Linked DNA regions of Mus musculus: region 1 is linked to region 2. A link is a contact called in public promoter capture Hi-C data. All regions are on one chromosome and are shown on one strand. The core of a region is the stretch at or near the end of the contact, and the rest is flanking DNA. Distances in the headings are between cores, read along the strand shown.

The links. Capture Hi-C pulls out chosen DNA fragments and counts their contacts.
Region 1: a contact with region 2 is called in a promoter capture Hi-C map of pancreatic islet. The contact joins two enhancer-like sites. A contact is called at or near these places in 1 of 39 promoter capture datasets (hematopoietic stem and progenitor cells), 5 of 484 Hi-C or Micro-C datasets (the HL-1 cell line, Sertoli cells, cerebral cortex and 2 more) and 3 of 9 other capture datasets (adipose tissue, liver and pancreatic islet).

The regions. Positions count from the first base shown.
Region 1 is chr13:64,203,292-64,207,193 of GRCm38.p6, reverse strand. Cdc14b (CDC14 cell division cycle 14B) reads left to right here. Exons shown (of 14, transcript NM_172587.3): 13 at 1,777-1,923. The coding sequence ends at 1,891. Among named protein-coding and RNA genes, the nearest start is that of Habp4, 43 kb to the right of the region's middle. Within about 2 kb of position 1,848, at least 15 of the 459 cell types and tissues checked have an H3K27ac peak or open chromatin away from gene starts, as enhancers often do. A contact at or near this core is called in pancreatic islet, where this site is marked.
Region 2 is chr13:64,105,030-64,108,885 of GRCm38.p6, reverse strand. Slc35d2 (solute carrier family 35, member D2) reads left to right here. Exons shown (of 12, transcript NM_001001321.3): 7 at 459-561; 8 at 1,779-1,871. Among named protein-coding and RNA genes, the nearest start is that of Hsd17b3, 18 kb to the right of the region's middle. Within about 2 kb of position 1,600, at least 29 of the 459 cell types and tissues checked have an H3K27ac peak or open chromatin away from gene starts, as enhancers often do. A contact at or near this core is called in pancreatic islet, where this site is marked.

The DNA.
Region 1 (3,902 bases), core at 599-3,098, 98 kb before region 2:
TGGATTTACATGCAGGCAAAACTCCAATGTACATAAATTAATTAAATCATTAAAAAGCTTTTGTTAGCTGCTGTAAAAATGCCCGGCAGTTGAAAGTGCTGTCCATACAGAGGCCCCAAGTTTGGCTTCCACCACCTAGATCAGGTACAATACAATCAGCTGTAGCTCCAGCTCCAGGAAATTTCTGCGTTCTCTCTCTCTCTCTCTCTCTCTCTCTCTCTCTCCCTCCCTCTTTCTCTCTCTCTCTCCCCTTCCCCCTCCCCCTCCCCTTCCCCCTCTCCCTCTCTCTCTCTCTCTCTCTTTCTCTCTCACACACACACACAAAATCTTTTTGCAAAAGTTCATATTAAATAGAACTTTCAGGAAATTTTACTCTCCACTCTGTTCAGAAAAGTGTTTTTTGGAACTCAAATCATTTAGTGATCTCTTTTGTTAGATAAACTGAGATTATGGAGTTCATAGCCTGAGGGTATATGGTGACAGAAAAGCACAAGAAGATTAAAATTTAAAGACCCCCGGAACTTGCAGGTGGCTTCAGATGTCCTACCATTCAGCAGATTGTGCAAGGCTCTTTGGACTAGAAGTCTGATGCTCTCAGAAATGGCTGAATGAGAACAGCTAGATGGTTTGGGGAGAGCTTAGTGGGACCTGCACATATATGTGTGTTCACACATGTGACGACATACAGCACAAGCACACACACAGGAAACACGAGGCCAAAACTGGGTATGTGGCACAGCACTTGGAAGGTGGTGGTAGGAAGATCAGAGGTTTAAGGGCACTGTAAACTACATAGAAAGGTCAAGGCCAGCCTGAGAAGTGGGAGACCTGAAGACAGAAGGAAGAGAAGGGAAAACATACCAAACTCTAGTGTGCACTAGTTACTTTTTCTGTTGCTATGATGAAACACCATAACCAGGGCAACTTAATAGAAGGAAATGTTTATTTGGGCTTAAGGTTTCAGGGCTTTGGAGTCCCCAGTACAGGGAAGCAACAGTATACGTGTGGTAAGCATGGCAGCTGGAGCCGGAAATGAAAACTTAAATTTTGAACTGCAGGCAGGAAGCACCGAGAGCTAACTGGGAATGGCAAGCCACCTTGAAACCTCAAGGTCCACGCCCAATGATATGTCTGCCCCTCACCTCCCCACCCCCAATCTCCCCACCCCATCCCCGTCGATACCACACATCCTACACCTACCCCAGCTGTCTCAACTACTTGAGGACTAAGTATTTAAATGCCTGAGGCCATGAGTACCATCTCAGAAACATACAAGGCCACAGTAGCGAAATTGATGGCTCTTGGTCAGGTGCACTTCTGTAATCCACATTGCCAATTGTGCCGTTCACTGGACCTCCCAACTGACTGAGGAGTGTTCTGTTTTTGTTCAGAGGCGTTCCCTGGTCGCAGTCACCCCTCCCCTGATCATATTAGACTGTCTGTGGGTTGTTTCTGTGTCCGTTTCTACTTGTGTTCAGGTGTAGTGTTTTGCATATCTAAGGATGGCCAGCTGGAGTACTGTCAGTCAGTATGATGGGAGATGGAGTCTAACCATTTGTTCCTGTGTGTTGAACCTGTTTAAACTAAAGTCAGCGTTTTTGTCTCAACAGAAGCTGGACCACCACCACCCTTGTTTCCTGCCCCTTTGCCATCACAGTCGCTGCTCTGGGCCTTTTAGGGTGTCTTAAATCCACAGGTGGCTCTATGTATTTTATTATATGATTTATTTTGGCTTCCCAATGTGAACATCTGTTCTTTCCCTTCCACCCTCTCCAGATGTCCCCTAGCTGTGCTGACCTCTGCACTGTGTAGTGTTGCCATCTGGTGGATTGTGTGTGACTACATTCTTCCCACCCTGCTGTTCTGTCTTGATGGCTTCAGAACACAGTAGCCATCTGGACCCTTTGACAGATAGTTTGCTGTGTAAGTTTCCTGTTCCGTTTCTCTCCTACCCTCCCCCCCACCCCCCTGTGTCCTGTGTGGTTCCTATGGTGTATGTGTTTCTCCTTCTGGCTCTCCTAGCTTTGTTGTTTTGCTTGTTTTCCAGGGCTCTCTTTCCGAATCTCTTCAATGAATGGGATGGTACCAGCAGGGGAGGGCCTCAAGGAGCCTTCTGAGTCAAGGATGTTAAAAATAACACCTAGTTTTGAAAAGTTGTACTAGCTATTCATAAATGTGGACATTGGAATAGTTTTCTCACCTGTCAAAAAACCAGGTAGTTGAGCCAACCAGCCTGGTTTCGTGTCCACCAGGGGGCTGTATTCACCTCTCGTGTTCAATGCCTGGAATGTGTCTTCAGTCAAGTGTGTCTCTCACCATTTCTGCTTTTAGCAAAGATTGGGCTTTGTTGCCTTAGAGGCTAGTGAGGATGGTGGCCCAATCTCTTCAGGTCACCTGTCTTGAGTCTATAGAACTGTCCATTCTTTCATCACATCTTCTTTGTGTTAAGTGAGAAAAGGAGAGGGGTAGCTGGCTGTCTCCCTTGCTTGTGTTTCTATAGTCTCTGGACTCTTCCTTCTCTTCCCCAAAATAGGCAGACCATCTTTGTTAGATTCTGTACACAAGTGTAATCTCCTGACATGTCATTCTCTCAAGGGAGACACTTGTCAGCAGAAAGCAGCAGAAAACCTCTGTGTGTAACATCACAGCCCAGGAACACAGAGGGAGACATGTGCCACACCACCACCATCCTCTATCTGTTTTCTGAGACCCTTCTTCATCATTTCATTCCAAAAATTTACTTTTCTTGTACCAGCTTGGACTTAGAGATTGCCAAAGCATTCAGAATTCCCTTCTAGGATCTCCTCCAAGTGAAAATCTGTCACAGCCAACCCTTGCCCTTTGAGGTTCTGTTGAGAGTTTCATGTAGCTAAGAAAGATTTAAAAAGGAATCAAGAGTCCACTAAAGAAAACTTGCTGAATAAATACTTATTTACAGTGGTGTTTCCTTGTATATCTTAGATGAGTTTATAATCTCACATTTCACTTTTTTTTTTTGCCCCCTCTATCTATTGAAGAACAATGATACCTTTTATAGTTAGTTCTTCCCAAACTATTCTAAGTGGCCAAGATGTTCTGAATGGGTAGGTGGAGTTGCTGCTAATAATATTTGTCTTCAGGCCCAGCTTAAATGTTGCTTTAAATGTTACTTCTACTGGCGAGCTCCTCAGAGTCCTCTGCAAGAGCGTTAGATTAGTCCTGTAGCTTATGTCACCACTACGTTTCCAGACCAAAACAGGGTGTTCCGTTTAGCCTGCCTACTGACTTGAATTAAAAGCTTTCTGTGACTGAGGTAGGTAACAGTGTGGTCTTCATAGCCACTCGCTCTTGGTGTGAGACTCTTCCCAAGAGGCTTAATTTGTGGGTAACAGTTCACTGCTCTGTGGTGACTGGCCCTGCTGTGAGCTGGTAGGTGAGCTTTGCCTTGTAGTGAGTTCCATCAGCTGGTGGCCTCGAGCCTAAGACCAGAAAGCATTTTATGTTCTCTATCTACTGCACACAGTGGGGGACAGTGCTATTAGAGAATGGTTCAGGGGCTTGTGGGGCATCCTACAGAAAGCTCTGTGGCAGTGATCCTCTAGAAAGCCATCTATGCATTTTGAGGCTTGGCAGGTCACTCCTGGTCCGTAAGACTGTTTTTCTAACTTTGCTGTGCATCTCGTCATTGTCAGTGTCTAAAATCTGCAGCTGCTGCGGCTTTAGAAATACCACAGACAGGGCAGCAGTCTATGGTTTGGGCACAGGGTCAGGAGGATGAAGGCAAACTTGGTTGGGGAAGAGAGAGAGAAAAGAAAAATGTATATTTTGTGTATTGATAGGAAGAACCATGTGAGCAGGGCAGGTGGCCCTCTCGTTCTGTCTGAGCAGCTCTGGGGCTTTCTCACTTTATTTAATGGATTAAG
Region 2 (3,856 bases), core at 351-2,850:
GGAAGGCTTGTATAGGCACATAGGGCATGCTTCACCCTTTGACAGACAGGGAACTGTCTGGGCACCAGATGGAGGTGTCACTCCCAGGCTGTCCCCTGGGGGTGGCCCTGCTTATAATAAACAGGGCGCCTGGTGGGTGGTCAAACGGTGCCCTCAGGACAGCCAGGGCTCACTAATGATAGTGCCAACCTATCAGTTAGCAAACAAAGGGTTTGCAGTTAAAGCTAGGCAGTTCAGGTCCCCAGGTCTTAAGCTAAGTGTAATTAAACGGAGATCGCCTGATCAGCTGTCTTGTTCTTATCTGGGAGGAACTGGAGGAGTTACTGCTAGTGGGAGAATAATTTGCCTAAGAAAAGATGATACTAGCACTGCACACAGATCTGACCAGACCACAAGCAAGTTCCGAGGTCAGCTTGAGAATGTCTTTATAACTCTCCTCTTCCTGTTCTCCCTGCCAGCTCTGACCTCACATTCAACTTGGAAGGCTACATTTTTGTATTCTTGAATGATATCTTCACCGCGGCAAATGGAGTTTATACCAAACAGAAAATGGACCCGAAGGTACCGGACCTTCCCTCCTGCAGCTTTACCCCCGTGCCATCTGGCTCCTGGAATGACATGAAAAAGGACAGTGAGCGTGTTCAGTTGGCGTGTAACTCGATGCACGTCCTGTGATCTAGAAACTACTGATTTCTTCTTAATTATCTTATTTGCATGAGACCTTGTTATTCTTGCTATTGCAAGAAAAAATGTCACTATTTTAGATGTTCAATCAGTATGTATATATATGTGTGTGTGTGTTTGCTTTTCAAAATGTACATGAATATATATGTGCATATGTATTTGTGAATATATGTGTATGTACATATGTATATTTATATACATTTTGAAAAGCAAATCCATTGTTTTAAAGCAGCATCATTAATGACCGTGACAGATTCAGAAGGAGGTGGGACAGTGCCTGTAGATTTCCAGCTGTGAGCTTCGGAAACTCACAGGCCATTACGCCTTTAGACTTTCATTTCTCCAAATGTGTTTCCTCATGAAGTGAGGTGTCTGGCGGTCATTTGTCATGTCCTCCAGTACGAACCACCTCTTCAGATCGCAAGCTGTCGGGGCTGCCTGTCGTGCTGCCCCAGACCTCACCCAGCCCCAGCTGTGACCGGAAGCTGTCTGGGGTGAGCCAGCATATGGGTTTTTGTTCTGGGCTCTTTGTGCTTTGTGAGGGAGCTCTCATTGACTGATGGGTGCTTTTCTGTGAGCTATTTTTAAAATCTGTATGCCCATTTGTTTCTTTGAATGGTGACAGTTTTACAAAAACAGGTCCATTGCCTTCCTGAAAATACAATATGTCACCCCCCCCTTTTTTAAAGGAGAAGTGGGTGGTCACTTTAGTAAAAGCAAACATGATAGGTTCCTATTCTTTAACGGATGGAGCAGATGTTTTAAAAGAATTAGTTAACATTTTAAATTTCCATTATCTCATTTCAGATTTGCTACTTTGAATAACGTGCTTAATAGTGGAGTGTTAGAGATGGGTAGGGCCTCAAGCCTTCTGTTTTCATCCATTGTACATGTGCTTGTTGGTGTTGAACAAATATTTATTCCAAAGTTACAACACAGTGCAATGGTCCATTTTACAACAGACATGGGCCAAAAGTCTTACAGTACATTGCCAGCCTTTTAAACATTCTAATTGTGCATAAATAGACAAATCAGCCCAGAAGACACGATACCTTAGAGCTCTAGAGTTGAATGCAATCTTCTTATTTTCACAGGAGCTGGGGAAATATGGAGTGCTTTTCTATAATGCCTGCTTCATGCTCATCCCAACTGTCATTATTAGCGTCTCTACTGGAGACTTTCAGCAGGTAAATATGGCCCGTGTTATAAACATGGTTAAGGTAGGTGAGGCCGAGCTAGGTGTGCTAGGGTGAGTGTGTTCAGTGTGTCATTGACTTTGTTGTATTTTTTTACTTTGTGGGTAAATTGAGAGTTAGACTCTTTGTTAGTGGAGAAGTAATTTATTAAATTCTCATATTCTAGGAGAACTTTGCCTCCTGATGTGGTGCTAGTTCACCCACTGCTTGCCCTCTCTGGCCTCTTCAGTTTAGACTCTAGAGATTTAGGCAGAAGCTCTCTGAATTGAGCGATTACCAGGCACTGAAATTGCAGATGGACTGGAGAGCTTTGTAGAATTATTATTTAGAAATATATATATATAACTAGAATAATACACTGAAAGATCTAAGAGCAATATCCAGGGCTGGGGATGTAGCTCAGTGGTAGAACACTGGCTGGCATGCACAGGACTGTGGGTTTGATCCTCAGTGCCACAAAGGGGAGTGGGGGGATCAAAGGACTTTTTTTATTCCTCTAAAATGATAAAATACAAAAGCTATAATGTTTAGAATACAATTCATTTGGGCTGGAGAGATGGCACTTGCTGCCAAGCCTGATAACCTGAGTTCCATCGCCAGGAGCCATATTACATATCGAGAGAGCTGATTCTGGCAGACTGTCTGTGAGTACCGTGTGTGTGCTGTGTCTAAACCACATACCTACACCACACGCACGCACAAATGTAATAGAAAACCTAAAGATAAAATATGAGTATACCTTTACTAAAGTATTAGATGGCAAGAGATGACCAGAGATGTAGATATACACTGTAATTAGTAATGAAAATGAGGGAGAGTCCCTAGCAGGTAAATGTGATCTGTTTTCACTCGGCAACTATCTGAAATGTTCACTGAATTACTCCAAGATCTTTTAGCTGGTTGCATGACTGAGTCCATTTTAGATTATGAACTAAATATGATAAAGAGGGGAGTTCATGTACACTGAACTAAATACACTGGAAGCTGACGGATAACACGGAGTGAAATATTCTCTCTCTGTCATTGGAGGAAGAATGAATGAGTCAACAGGGAGAGATGGAAAGGCCAAAGTTTTTGGTGACTCACTACTCTGGGAAGTGAGTCCTGGACTTTGGACTTACAGTCGGTGGATTATTAACTGTGGGAAATGAAGTCAGAGATAGCAGCCCTTCTGTTAACAAACCCCAGGTCCTTGGGAGATGCTCATTTGACCTTCCCTCTAGGAGGCCAAAATACATGTAGTGTGTTGCAACTGAGGGAGAGGGATTTTAAAATATTGATTTTTTTTCTGATTGACCCCCCCAAAGTGCAAAAGATTCATAATCTAGCATGCTTTGTATATTCTGTTTCTTCAAATGTTACCAGTATAGATTCATTCTTAAAGATAGAAAACTAGTGTTTATTAAAGTGTGCACTGGTGAAGAACATATGTATTTTAAGAAATATTACTAAATAACCCTCTCTGGGTTTATGTTGTCCAGAGTAAATAATTTTTATTGATTGTTTATATAAATACTTCTAGCTCTTGGTTTTTAACTTATTACAATTTGGTTATTTAATTATGTGTGTGTGTGTGTGTGTGTGTGTGTGTGTGTGTGTGTGTGTGTGTGTGTGTGTGTGTATAAGGATGTTGCCTTAGTTAGTGACCAAGGCAACTCTTATAAGGACAACATTTAATTGGGGCTGGCTTACAGGTTCAGAGGTTCGGTCCATTATCATCCAGGCAGGAACATGGCAGCATCCAGGCAGAAATGGTGCAGGAGGAGCTGAAAGTTCTACATCTTCATCAGAAGGCTGCCAGCAGAAGACTGGCTTCCAGGCAGCTAGGATAAGGTTCTTATACACTTATGGTGACACACCTACTCCAACAAGGCCACACCTCCAAATAGTGCCACTTCCTAGGCCAAGCATGTACAAGCCATCACAGATGTACTCATGACACGCTGCACATAGGGAATCAGAAGGCTACTCAATAA